3 separate regions of the Mus musculus genome follow, and all the other regions are linked to region 1. A link is a contact called in public Hi-C data. All regions are on one chromosome and are shown on one strand. The core of a region is the stretch at or near the end of the contact, and the rest is flanking DNA. Distances in the headings are between cores, read along the strand shown.

Region 1 (4,071 bases), core at 665-3,164:
TCTTAAATTTTTTTTAACTTCTGTATTTTTATAGTGGTGCTATTATCATCTAACATACATACCAGATTTCCTTAAAATAGCTCTTGAGTAGCATCTTAACTATACAACAATTCTCTCTATATATCCATGTATTTGTATATCCACACACATAAAACACACACACAGTATTGGACCTAGTTGAATAGACTTTCTGAGCCTCGATGAATAAGGAGAGAAATCAACACAGGAAAAAAAAAATCAGTATATACCAGTCTTTTTTAGAAAAATGTCCAAAAAGAGAAAAAACCTTTTGTGGGTTTATGTATGTGTTTCTATACATTTACGTGATCATAGACTACTAGTAGTATATAACAACATAGAAAATGAGTAGTATGTAGTTAACATGAGATGTCACCACAGAACATTATATACTAGAATAGAACTTAAAGAGAAAAGCAAGACTAAAGTATTCCTTAAACCATACTTTGTTTGCCTGTATTACTATTATTATTATTATCATTATTATTTTCAGCAGGAAGATGTATATTTTTCATTTTACTTCAATATTGTAGAATATATTAATCTATGTATATTGAAGCTTTTATGGCAGGTATTATAGATCTTATAATGATAAGTAAGATGTATAAATTCTGTCTTAATGAATCCAAATATCATAATAGTTATGTAAAATATTATGTAATAATTCTGTAATAAAACAATCATGTGAATTCTGTGAAGGAAATAGAGTGTTTTAACGAGGTAAAAGAGGACAGAAGTAGGAACAAGAGTAGATGTCCCTAAAGCATTATGGACAGAGGATTGTTGTGTGCCCTGAAAGCTATACTAATTTGGGCTTAAGAAAGCTCGTTCTGGCTGCTGTGTGGGAATTTGACTATAGGGGGTAGGGAAAAGCAAGGAGGACTATCTTACTCTACTAAGAGACGATGATAGTTGATTAGTACAGTAGTAACGAAATTATCAAGAAGAGAGTCCAGTGTCATATTTCAAAGATAGAGCTTAAGAATCATGAGAAAGACAATGAAGATATTTAAATTAGGTCCAATTTAGAGTCACAGAAAACAAATATTTTATAATTTGAGTGTATTTTCAATATTCTGCAAAACCCTTTAATTGAGGGTACTAAAAAACCAGGAAATTTAAAAAGAAGGCTAGTGACCAAGACTTTTCTTTTTAAAACTTGTTCAAGCTTTATGGTCCCTTCCCCTCTCCTGCTTCAAATAATTGTTTATTACCCCAATTATTTTGGTTTTTATATTTTCTTAGGGCTTGCTTTGGCGCTCACAAAAAGGATTTTTTTAGCCCCATATAAATTATTGTTTTAAGTATTTTAATATATTAAACATTTTCATCTTCAAATGGTCCTATAAGATAGCAAAAAGTGTTTTTCCCTGTTTTGCACATGAGGAGACTACTAGCACCTTTATAACTTCAGATGAAGAGGCTAACTCTTCATTTCAGGACAACAGACCTTATTATTCTCTCTTCTACTTTTTGAGGAAACAACCCTCTAGCACATGTGGGTTACAAGGATCAAGCTCAGGTCTTCAGGCTTAGCAGCAAGGACCTTTACAGCCATTTTCCTAATGTCAGTTCTTCCTCAACTCTTGTGAATTTGTGAAAAGATATGTTAAAAAGAAAAGAAATATGGCATGCAAACATGGAGTGTCCATTGCAATATTTTGTTAAAAGGAAAGAAAGACAAAGATAGATTTAATGAGGTGATGGGAAGAAAACTTAAGGGTAACCACTTTTCTTTTAAAGTTTTCATGTCAGTGTTTTAACCCCTTTGGTCAAACATTTGCAATCCAGGGCATCTGGCCAGCCTGGCTGTTTTTCTCCGCAGGCTCCAAAGTCCTCCAAGGTGATAAGTAAATACACCGTGAAGCTGCCACGGCTCGCCCTGTTTAACTGAACTGGAGAGGACTGTTACAGTTCCCAGTCAGCTGCACTAATTTCTGATAACTGGAGGTGTGAGAAACACAGCTGCTCATCTACCATTTAGAAGGTTGGCAATGGGAGCATAGTGAGTGCTGATGCACCCTTGTTCCTTTCATCATGGACAAATAAACATGAAATTCTTTTCCTTCTTCCTTTTAATAGACCTGTGTCACATTTTATTGTATGCAGAAAGTATATTCTGTAGTGCAAAAGTGAAGCCACACCTAGGATCAGAGCAGAAGGAAATAAATAAGCTGTATTGATCTGTCCTTATCCTACATTGATCCTTCCTACTGAGAAAATGATTGATTTTTTAATTTTAATTTTTTGAGAAAACACCCTTCAAGATTCCTTGTTGGATGCTGTCACTGCTATTTTGAAACAGGAAAACTATTATGCATAAGTTATGTGGAGAACATTTTTAAAATTTTTTCTCTTAAAAATGAATGGGAGGAAATTACACAAATGAATGAATTATAGTATTATTTAGAAGCTATTCCATTTTCACTTAAGCAATCCTAAGATTACACTAGAGAGTCTTTGTGAAGTTTTATTATTATTACTATTAATTATTATAATTGCTTGCATATTTACCAAAATTCTCTGACAAAAGGATTTTTATTGTCAAATTGTTATTTTAAGATCTAGATTTTTTTCTAGCCCCTAAACATCAAAATCACATACAAATTTAAAACTATTTAAGAATATTTACTAGTAACCCTAAAATGGCTAATGCCATTATTATTTTTATTTTCTTATAATTCCTTTTACTGCAATTAGGCTAAATTTTTATTTCCCATTACCAGTGAATACTATTCAATTATCTTTTCATATGAAGAATGTAATTTTACTCATGCTGTTTCTATGGCATCATAATGAAGTTCTACCATAAAATTAATTTTTAGAAATTGTCTATTGTGTTTTCTATATTATTGTTTTATTAGAACTGTGGTTTTTTATTTCTCAATGTGAAAAATGCAGTTTTTTTTTTAAATCAAACATTTTAGGGCTTGAGGGGTAGCTCATGGGTAAAGTGCTTGCTGTAAAAGGGGCCTGAGTTTTATCACCAGCACCCATATAAAAGGTGGGAGTAGTAGCATGTCTGTGGCTCTGGCCCTGGGAGAGTAAAGACAACAGAGATTTCTGCTCAGCTAGTCAAGCTGAATTGGCAAATCCAGATTCGGTGAGAGTCTCTAACTTGAAATGGAAGGTGGCAAGCCATAGAGGCAGATACCTGGCATTGATCTCTGGCCTCCACATGTGGATATGCTCACACCACACAAATCTGTCCCCTGTAATCTCCTGCAAATTGTTAAAATGCTATGTTTGATAAGGCGCTTCTGTTCAATCTATATACCTACTTTTTATCTATTTATCTACCTTCTATGGATTTCTATGAGAGATTTACGTATATTTAAGTCTAGACTTGGCCAACTTGTTTCCTTTTACATTTGAGATATTATTCTCATGACATTTCAAATGGATTTACTTATGTAAATGTAGAAAATATGGGTGAAAAAAACCAAATGTTTGGTCTTTTCAGTATTCTTAAATTTATTTCTTCTGCTAATAAGTTCATATTTTATCATAACTAAAAATGAGCTTTTGAGTTGACTCTAAAAATTTTCCATACCTGCATTCTGTTAAAATTGTGATCCAAAATCTATGCTTAGTCTGAGTTATTTGTATGTTTTGCATGAATAGAAGATAATTGTCATTTTACCAAATGTTGATTGTTTTGAAGCTTGTCATTTGAAGCAGTTGTATGATTATCTCCATGCTTAGAACAGATAGAAATGATCAGCTTTTACCTGAGAACAACTGGTTTGTTGTTTCTCATTCAGTCAGCAACAAAGTATGCACATAGTTCTCACATTTCTTCATAGGTATGAAGTATGAATGAATTCCAGAATTCACTATATAAATGTCATAGTTGCATTCCTTTCATTGTTATGCCTCTAAGTAATTTTTAAGGAAGATTTTTATATGTGAATTGGCAGTTTGGTTGCATTTTTTTATTCTAACATCTGCATAAAAATTACCAATTACTGAATTAACATTTGTCATATCATTCAACCAACATAATTGTGTTCATGAGGTAGCTATTTCTAATACCTAAAATAAAGTAGAATT
Region 2 (4,071 bases), core at 861-3,360, 300 kb before region 1:
TGAGTTCACATCATGGCTACTGGTATTTTAGGCTAAATTACTAAATTTCTTTTAACCTTTGTTTTCTTTTCTGCAGGACAGTAATGATAACCCTCATTCTACAAGGTCACTGTGGACACCAATGAACTCATTTCTACTAGGATAGCAAACACATTGGCATTTTGTTGGTTTGTTTGTGTGTTTGTCTAGTAGGATCTTAGCAGTCCAGGTTGCCTTGCATTCACAATTTTCCCTCCTCAGGCTTACAATCATGTGCTACTATACCCTAGCTCAGCTTTTGTAAGTCTAATTTTGGAGGGGAGAGGGTTCGTGGATAAATGACATTGTTTTCTTTGTGTTCTTCACCCAACCAGTAGGCTACATGTTGTTCCCCAGGTGGGTGGGTGACCGTTTTATCTTATAATAAGTTCAACCATGACTCTTGTTGGAACTGTTGGTCTGGAGAGTAACAGCAGCGACTGCATTAAGATGTGGGCACCTTTGTGGGCACCCAGGCACTGCATACTGCTGCTCTGATAACCAGAGCTTGCCTTGGTTCATGGCTTGTTCTCTGGTTGTGCTTGGGTATCACCCATCTGTATGCCTTCTTTGAGAACTGTCTGCCCAGTCGGTTAGCTTGTTTTCTGCTGGGTGATCTGTTTTCCTGGTGTTTAATTTGCCCAGTTCTGTATATATAAAGATGTGTAGCAGGCAAAGATTTTCTTACCATTCTCTAGGCGCTGGTGCTTGTTTTCTTTGCTGGACAGGAACGTCTTAGTTTCCTATACGTCTAGTTGTTGGTTGTTGGCAATGTGTGCTGTACAGTTGGAGCACTGTTGAGAAAGTTTCTTCTATGCCTGTGTCCTGAAGTGTTTTGCTTCAGGTCTGGCTCTAAGATCCACTTTGAGTTGATTTTGCACAGGGTTGGAGACGGGGGTCTTAGTCTTTCCTCTCCTTGTGGAAATCGTTTTCTCAGCACAGGTGTTTAGAGGTCTCTTTCCTCCAGTGTATGTTTTTGATACCTTTGTCCAAAGATAGAGAACTGTAGCTTTGTGGGGTGACTTCTGGGACCTCTGTTTGAGCCCCTTGATTGCCAGGGCCACTTTTTGAGCTAGTAACATGCTGTTTTTGTTACCATGATGCTGTAATATGGTTTGATATGGAATATTCCTGATAACTCTAGCATTTTCCACTTTCTGATAAGGATTTGCTTGAGATGTCAGGGTCTTTTGTCCTTGTAGGAAGCTAAACTGCTGGCCTACCAAAAGAATAAGTATAAAATTCTGAAAAAGAAAGCCCCCCCTTTCTCTGTGTTGTTTTGCTTGCTTGGTTACTTGCCTCCCTACCCAAAACAAAAAACAAACAAAACAAAACAAAAAAAAAAACCAAAAAACAAAAAAGGCAAAACAAGACAAAACCTTTCTCAGTTTGGAAGCCTGGTCCCCTTTTCTTTATGTTGAATACTCCCTATTTCCTGGGTCCATCTAGCTTAGAATTTCTTCAGGCTAAAATAACTTGGAGCTCAATTTAAACAATTATTTTTGTAGTCCCCGCCCCCCCCCCCCCCCCAGCCCCCAGCTACTTGTTGAGTAATCCAGGGTGTGTGTTCATGCCCAGGGCCAGGCAGCTGATTAAAAAACCTCTGCAGCATCCCAGGCTCTCCCGAGAAGGGGCCGGCTCACTGCCAAGCTCTCTACACAAGTTAGTCTAACCTGAATTTTGCAGTAGGGGGATGAAGAGGTTGGAATCCGAGATGCAGGGCAAACTGCAGTTTTCCCCTCACGTGTGCTCTTCAGATCCAGATATTAGAATTTAAGAAAGGCAGTGACAAGATCACTGTGGCTCTAATCCTGTCCCTTTAAGAAGCCTGTCATTTAACTCTTGAATACCCCATCAGCAATAGATAAAGGGCGGGTGAAGAAACTGTTGAGGCTCTTTCAAAAGGCGCCTTTTTGTTCCAAGGCATCTTCTTGTTTCCTTCTGTGGAGGCTCTACTACACAGCGGTTTGAACGAGAACTGGCCTCCAGGTGGCGCTTCAGCACAGAGAATGGCGGCAGAGGGCGCTACCCAGGCCACCATTGCTCAGGGATACCCTTACGTAAGGGGATTCACAGGAAATCCGGCTTCTCCGGTTGCACAATGGCGAGAGGCCTGGCCTTTGTCATGGCTCAGGCTGTAACTCAAAATCTGTACGGGGCGGTGCATGGCTCAAAAGTTCTAGAACGCTGCCAGGATGAAGCCCAGGGCAGCTTGGCCTGTTGGGAGGGAGAGGCCAGAGCTCCAGGCTTTGTCCTCGGAGGCCGGAGTCTTGTTCTGGGCTCCTAGCCCAGGATGAGCTCGCAGCTTGGCCCTCAGAGGTCTTCATTTTGATCCAAGGCTGCAGTCTTGCCCGTGTCCTCTCTCTTCCTTGAATCGTTTCCCTTCCCCCTCCTCTTCTCACCCTCTCTCCACACCCCATTCTCACCTTATGCTTTTTTACAAATTGATTGTCCTGTGTGATCTCATTTGCAGCTCCCACTTCCAGGGTAAAGGAGCAGGTTTGGGGCCATCCCTCAGTCCACGGAGAAGGTCCCTCCCATGCTTGTCACCACTAGCAAATACTGAGCGGCTTGGGCAAACATTGAATTCAACTTGGTGGTTCGAGAGCTTGGCACTGAGGAGTGCTCAGAACCATTTCCAGCATGAAGAAATATTTACAGACGGAAGCTGGGTGGAAGAGCAGTGTGTCCCAGGACTGCATTCTAGAGGTCAGGACCCCAGATACTAGAGCCACCGCGAAGCACTAGTTACAGCAGTTAATGTCTAAAGGGAGAAGAACAGCGGCACGCAGAAACCCGGGGACCCAGTCTCGGTGCTTGGCAGACACTATGAAACTTCTCCAGGTTCGGCCCTGGAGTACCTGTCTATAAGGGGACAAGTGACAATATGGTCGAAACAGAATGAATGGTGTGTATGAGAGCTCGTTTAAAGCATGGGGTGGATAGGCATTCTGACTTATCAAAAGCCGCCTTTCCTCACTGAGAATGCCCTGGGGCAGGGAGTGTCCTTGTAGCTTTTACCTATTCTGCCCCCATTGGATATCCGGCCAGCCCTTTCCTTGGTTTTTGTTTGAATGTGCGTGCTTCAGGCATTTGGGACTTGAGGCAGACTGACTAACTCGGTTCCAGTCCCAACTCTACCTTTTACTTGCTGGCTGGTGCTGCATGGGTCATTTAGCCCCTTTATGCCTGCTTCATATCTGTTTGAGTGGTAATATGATAACAACAGTATTAACTACAATTTTAGGAGCTGATACACAGACAAATGTGTGTGTGCGCGCAGGCGACCACTGAGGCCCCTCCCCATGTCTCAGCTGTCTCTCTCTAGTTATCCTGTACTGGAGAACTGGTTTGGTTCACACTGGGGTGGGTGTGGGGGGGTCTCATCAAAATTGTGTAAGATTCCCTCAGATCAGCTGCCAGACTCTTGGCTCTCTCCCATTCAGTTACAACGTTCTCATGGTCTAAGTGAGAGAGGAAACCACTAGAAACAGATGGGTTTTGTGTTGTTTTTCTGACAGAGGCACTGGCATCTTCATCTTCAGCCTCTCCAGGGGTCCAGCGGAGTTACTATAGTGTATGGCAGTTGTTCCGTACAAACTCGAGGCAGACAGGAAGGAAGGGACCTTGCGGATGATCACACTAATTAGTACAGAGTAGGTTATCTGGACAAGAGCCTGTGGAATGCAGAGCTATCCCTTAAGTCTTCTGACTAAGCATGGAAATCACCAAGGAAATGTGATCAGCCTGCAACAGAAAGGGGTGGGTAGGAGAGAAGAAACCATAGCTTCGTGCTATCAGCCAGAAGCATCGTTTTCCATCGCTCAGGGTTCCATCGCTCAGGCCAGGTTGAAAACCTTGCCTCTGTTCAGGGTCTCCAGTTGCTGCCTGCCCAGGAGTCATGTTCTGTGGAGGAGTTCATCATTTGTTTCATAGCCTCTTAGGTACCTTTCCTTATGGCTCAAGACCAGCCGGCTCACTGGGTCTATGTGCAGGACTGAGGAGGAGAAAACAGAGCTGGAGAGAACGGGCTTCAGAATGCTCTCCCCACCC
Region 3 (4,071 bases), core at 488-2,987, 280 kb before region 1:
GTTTTAAACTGAAGTTGGGATTTCTTTATCTTGAACATCTCAGAAAGGGGAGGGCTCAGGGTGACTGACAGTCTGCAGAGTCTGTAGAGAAGGAAGCACCAGAGTGGTATAGGCCTGTTACCATCTAAGGTTGTCACAGTAAACACTACAAAACTGGTGTCTTAACAACAACAGATGTTTATTCTCCTTGGTTCGAGAGGTGTGAGTCTAAGGGTCCAGGTGTCAGCAGGGCTGGGAGTTTTTGGACTCTGGGGAAGATCTGTCTCTGCTGCTTTCCAGCTGCAGGTGGCTGCTGACATTCCTTGGAGATGCTTGACTTGGAGATACATCATTCTAGTCTCTGCCTCTCTCCTCATTGGCAATGCATATGCCTCTGGGTCTCTTCTATCTATGCTCCTAAAAACACTAGTCCTTGGACCAGGGCCCACCTTTTTAAACTAATTACATTTGCAAAGATCCCCTTTCTGAATGTGGTCACTGACCCAGGTCCTGAACATGCCAGATCCTGCTGAGTGATAAAATTAAAACCACACTACACTGTTTCTTTTTGTTGTTTTTGTGTTTTATTTTGTTTTTTGTTTTTGAGACAGGGTTTTTCTGTGTAGCCCTGGCTGTCTTAGCACTTGCTCTGTAGACCAGGCTGACCTTGAACTCAGAGATCTGCATGCTTTTGCCTCCCAAGTGCAGGGATTAAAGATATGTGCCACTACCCTCTGGGGCCCCATAGAGTATTTCTGTGTCTCCCAAATTTGCTAGCAGAAGGTACCCACTGGAATGATCTGGGGGCAGGGACAGGACTAAGAGCAACGGAAGAGATGAAGGTGAACTTCGGCAGCTTCCACAAATCTCCAAAGGGGGTAGTGAAGGCTCTGAGGAGTCAGCTCTGCCCTCATCTTCCCCTTCCCTCAGAGACAGTTTCAGAACTGGCATCTGATGTGTGAGGTACTTGTGAGTCTTTACCTAAGCCAGCACTTCCAAATAAACGCTGTCAGATCCGCCCATTCGTCATTTATGAGGTGCACGTTCATGCTGCGCTTAACATCCCTGTCCAAGGCAGACCTGTGGTATAATTCACCCCAGTTTTTGAGAGTGTGTGCTCAGAATTCTGCCCAGATTTATCATCAAACAGTTCTGAAAATCCGTGTCTGATGCTGACCAAGGCCTGGCAGGAAGAGTTGCCACAGGCTCTGAGCTCTGGCATTGATCTGTGACTTCCCAGCGGGAGAACTTCAGGGGTGGAAGCCCATAGGCCTGATTGCTTTCTTAGATTAATATTTAATAGGATGACCGCCCCCATCCAGTCTGCCAGACCAGATCAGGGCCACAAGCCAAGGCTTGGCCTTGCTGTGAGCAAGGGCTGTGAGGAAGATTTGGCAAAATTTTAATTAACTGAAGATAAACATACATGGGGAGCCTGAGTCCATTAGCTGTCCGAGCCACCCAGTGAGAAAAGGCCTGGCTAATCACACGGCGCAGCAGGTGAGAAGGCCCGCAGACCTGCAGCGGCCCTGTGCTTTCAAATTAAAAAACATATTTTAAAAATAAATATGCATGGGGGTCCTGGTACATCACACCGTTTCCTCTGAAAAGCGTTTGGGGTGCTAATGAGTGACTGTTTTCCATTTCCCAGCCCAGGAAAGCCAGAAACACATGCTCAGCACAATGGCATTGGAATGGTACTTCCCAGGAGGAGGGTAGACATTGGAAATCCAGCCAAAGGAACCCAAAGTGAAGACCTGTCCTGGAGTCAGGCCTGGGCCAGTGGGGGCCAGGAGAAGCGCAGGTGGGGCAGAGGAGGTGTGCTGTTGCTCGCCTGGCAGCCAGCAAAGTTAGGGTGTGTCTTAGTCAGGGTTTCTATTTCTGCACAAACATCATGACCAAGAAGCAGTTGAAGAGGAAAGGGTTTATTCGGCTTACACTTTCACATTGCTGTTCGTCACCAAAGGAAGTCAGGACTGGAACTCAAACAGGTCAGGAAGCAGGAGCTGATGCAGAGGCCATGGAGGGATGTTCTTTACTGGCTTGCCTCCCCTGGCTTGCTCAGCCTGCTCTCTTATAGAACTAAGACTACCAGCCCGGAGATGGTTCCACCTACAAGGGGCCTTTCCCCCTTGATCACTAGTTGAGAAAATGCCTTACAGCTGGATCTCATGGAGGCATTTCCTCAACTGAAGCTCCTTTCTCTGTGATAACTCCAGCTGTGTCAAGTTGACACAAAACTAGCCAGTACAATTGACCCCTTGTCAACTTGACACACAAACACATCACTAGTAAGCCTCAACTCTTAGTTTTTATTCATCCCCAAGATCTTAAATAACTTTAAAAGTCCCACAGTCTTTACATAAAATTCAAAGTATTTTAAAATTCAAAGTCTCTTAACTGTGGGCTTCACTAAAAAACTTCCTTCAAGAGGGAAAAATATCAGGGCACAGTCACAATCAAAAGCAAAAATCAATCTCCAACCATCCAACGTCTGGGATTCAACTCACGATCTTCTGGGCTCCTCCAAGGGCTTGGGTCACTTCTCCAGCCATGCCCTTTGTAGCACACATGTTGTCTTCTAGGCTCCCGCTGCCTGTACTTCACTGCTGCTGCTGTTCTTGTTAGTCATCTCATAGTACTGGCATCGCCAAATGCTGCTGTCTTCCAATGTAACTTGGCTTCAACAATAGCCTCTCATAGGCTCTCTTCATGGTGCCAAGCCTCAACTCCCTTGCATGATCCCTTCAGTCCTGGGCCATCAATTGCAACTGGGACTGCACCTTCACCAATGGCCTTCCATGGCCTCTCACAGTGCCAAACCTCAGCTGCTCTGCATGACCCCTACATGCCTTCAAAACCAGTACCACCTGGGTGACCCTTACACATTACCAAGTCCCACTGCAGCTGGAGTACAACCTTGGCTATCTCTGGAACACAGCCTCTTTGTGCTTTCAGAAAACACTTCCCAGAAGATGTCACCTCAACCATGCTGGTCTCTTCTTAATCACCGCTAATTTCTTAGCTCCAGTTAACCAGCATCAATAGTCCCAGTAATGCAAAGGTTTTGCCTTAGTAGTTCTGGTATCTTGTTAATCACAGCTGATTAATCAGCCCCAGCTAACCAGAACCACAAAATAATCAAACTTCAAAATAGCAATGGCCCTGAAAAGAGTCTTTAATTTTCTCTCTGAAATTTCACAAGCCAGACCTCCATCTTCTGCACTGTTCTCAACATTATCTTCCAAGCTCCTACACAACATCCGACAGAGCTCTTAACAACGAATGGGTCTTCAAGCCCAAAGTTCCAAAGTCCTTCCACAGTCCTCCCCAAAACAAGGTCAGGTTGTCACAGGAATACTCCACTATGCTGGTACCAATTTGTCTTAGTCAGGGTTTCTATTCCTGCACAAACATCATGACCAAGAAGCAAGTTGGGGAGGAAAGGGTTTATTCAGCTTACACTTCCACATTGCTGTTCATCACCAAAGGAAGTCAGGACTGGAACTCAAGCAGGTCAGGAAGCAGGAGCTGATGCAGAGACCGTGGAGGGATGTTCTTTACTGGCTTGCTCAGCCTGCTCTCTTATAGAACCAAGACCACCAGCCCAGAGATGGCACCACCCACAAGGGGCCTTTCCCCCTTGTTCACTAATTGAGAAAATGCCTTACAGCTGGATCTCATGGAGGCATTTCCTCAACTGAAGCTCCTTTCTCTGTGATAACTCCAGATGTGTCAAGTTGACACAAAACTAGCCAGTACAGGGTGGAAACTGGGTTCGCAGTTTACCCACTCTCGGAAGGCAAGCTGGCCTAAGTAGTGTGGCTGGGGCTTGGGGTCCCAGTATTCTAGAGGGAAGCATAGATCCAATTGCTTGGACAGGAAGAGCTGCATTCACCCCTGACTTACCTAGCACCCACCACTCTAAGACAGGGATGAAGCCATGCGGAGGACTTAAGCCATGTGCTCTTCTGCAGCTCATATCATGATAACAGGAGGCAGAGGACGGACACTCAGGAAAGTGTCACATGGCAAATGGGTGACTGGAAGTGATAGGAAGTACCTGGTCATGCAAAACTGGAGAGGGCATTC

What was found. A called contact is a pair of places that touch in the nucleus more often than the background predicts.
Region 2: a Hi-C map of liver shows a contact between it and region 1, with 5 times the contacts expected there. The contact joins two enhancer-like sites. A contact is called at or near these places in 2 of 15 datasets of contacts at CTCF or cohesin (the NIH/3T3 cell line and large pre-B cells), 5 of 484 Hi-C or Micro-C datasets (the G1E-ER4 cell line, bone marrow-derived macrophages, liver and 1 more), 11 of 115 datasets of contacts at active chromatin or transcription factors (cardiomyocytes, embryonic limb bud, embryonic stem cells and 5 more) and 1 of 9 other capture datasets (embryonic stem cells).
Region 3: a contact with region 1 is called in a Hi-C map of liver, with 5 times the contacts expected there. The contact joins two enhancer-like sites. A contact is called at or near these places in 1 of 15 datasets of contacts at CTCF or cohesin (the NIH/3T3 cell line), 7 of 484 Hi-C or Micro-C datasets (the G1E-ER4 cell line, bone marrow-derived macrophages, liver and 2 more) and 7 of 115 datasets of contacts at active chromatin or transcription factors (cardiomyocytes, embryonic limb bud, embryonic stem cells and 2 more).

Annotation. Positions count from the first base shown.
Region 1 is chr3:104,140,399-104,144,469 of GRCm38.p6, reverse strand. All of the region lies in intron 1 of Magi3 (membrane associated guanylate kinase, WW and PDZ domain containing 3), which reads left to right. Among named protein-coding and RNA genes, the nearest start is that of Magi3, 78 kb to the left of the region's middle. Within about 2 kb of position 1,914, at least 25 of the 459 cell types and tissues checked have an H3K27ac peak or open chromatin away from gene starts, as enhancers often do. A contact at or near this core is called in liver, where this site is marked.
Region 2 is chr3:104,440,155-104,444,225 of GRCm38.p6, reverse strand. No RefSeq gene overlaps it. Among named protein-coding and RNA genes, the nearest start is that of Gm38412, 33 kb to the right of the region's middle. Within about 2 kb of position 2,110, at least 210 of the 459 cell types and tissues checked have an H3K27ac peak or open chromatin away from gene starts, as enhancers often do. A contact at or near this core is called in liver, where this site is marked.
Region 3 is chr3:104,421,822-104,425,892 of GRCm38.p6, reverse strand. No RefSeq gene overlaps it. Among named protein-coding and RNA genes, the nearest start is that of Gm38412, 15 kb to the right of the region's middle. Within about 2 kb of position 1,737, at least 13 of the 459 cell types and tissues checked have an H3K27ac peak or open chromatin away from gene starts, as enhancers often do. A contact at or near this core is called in liver, where this site is marked.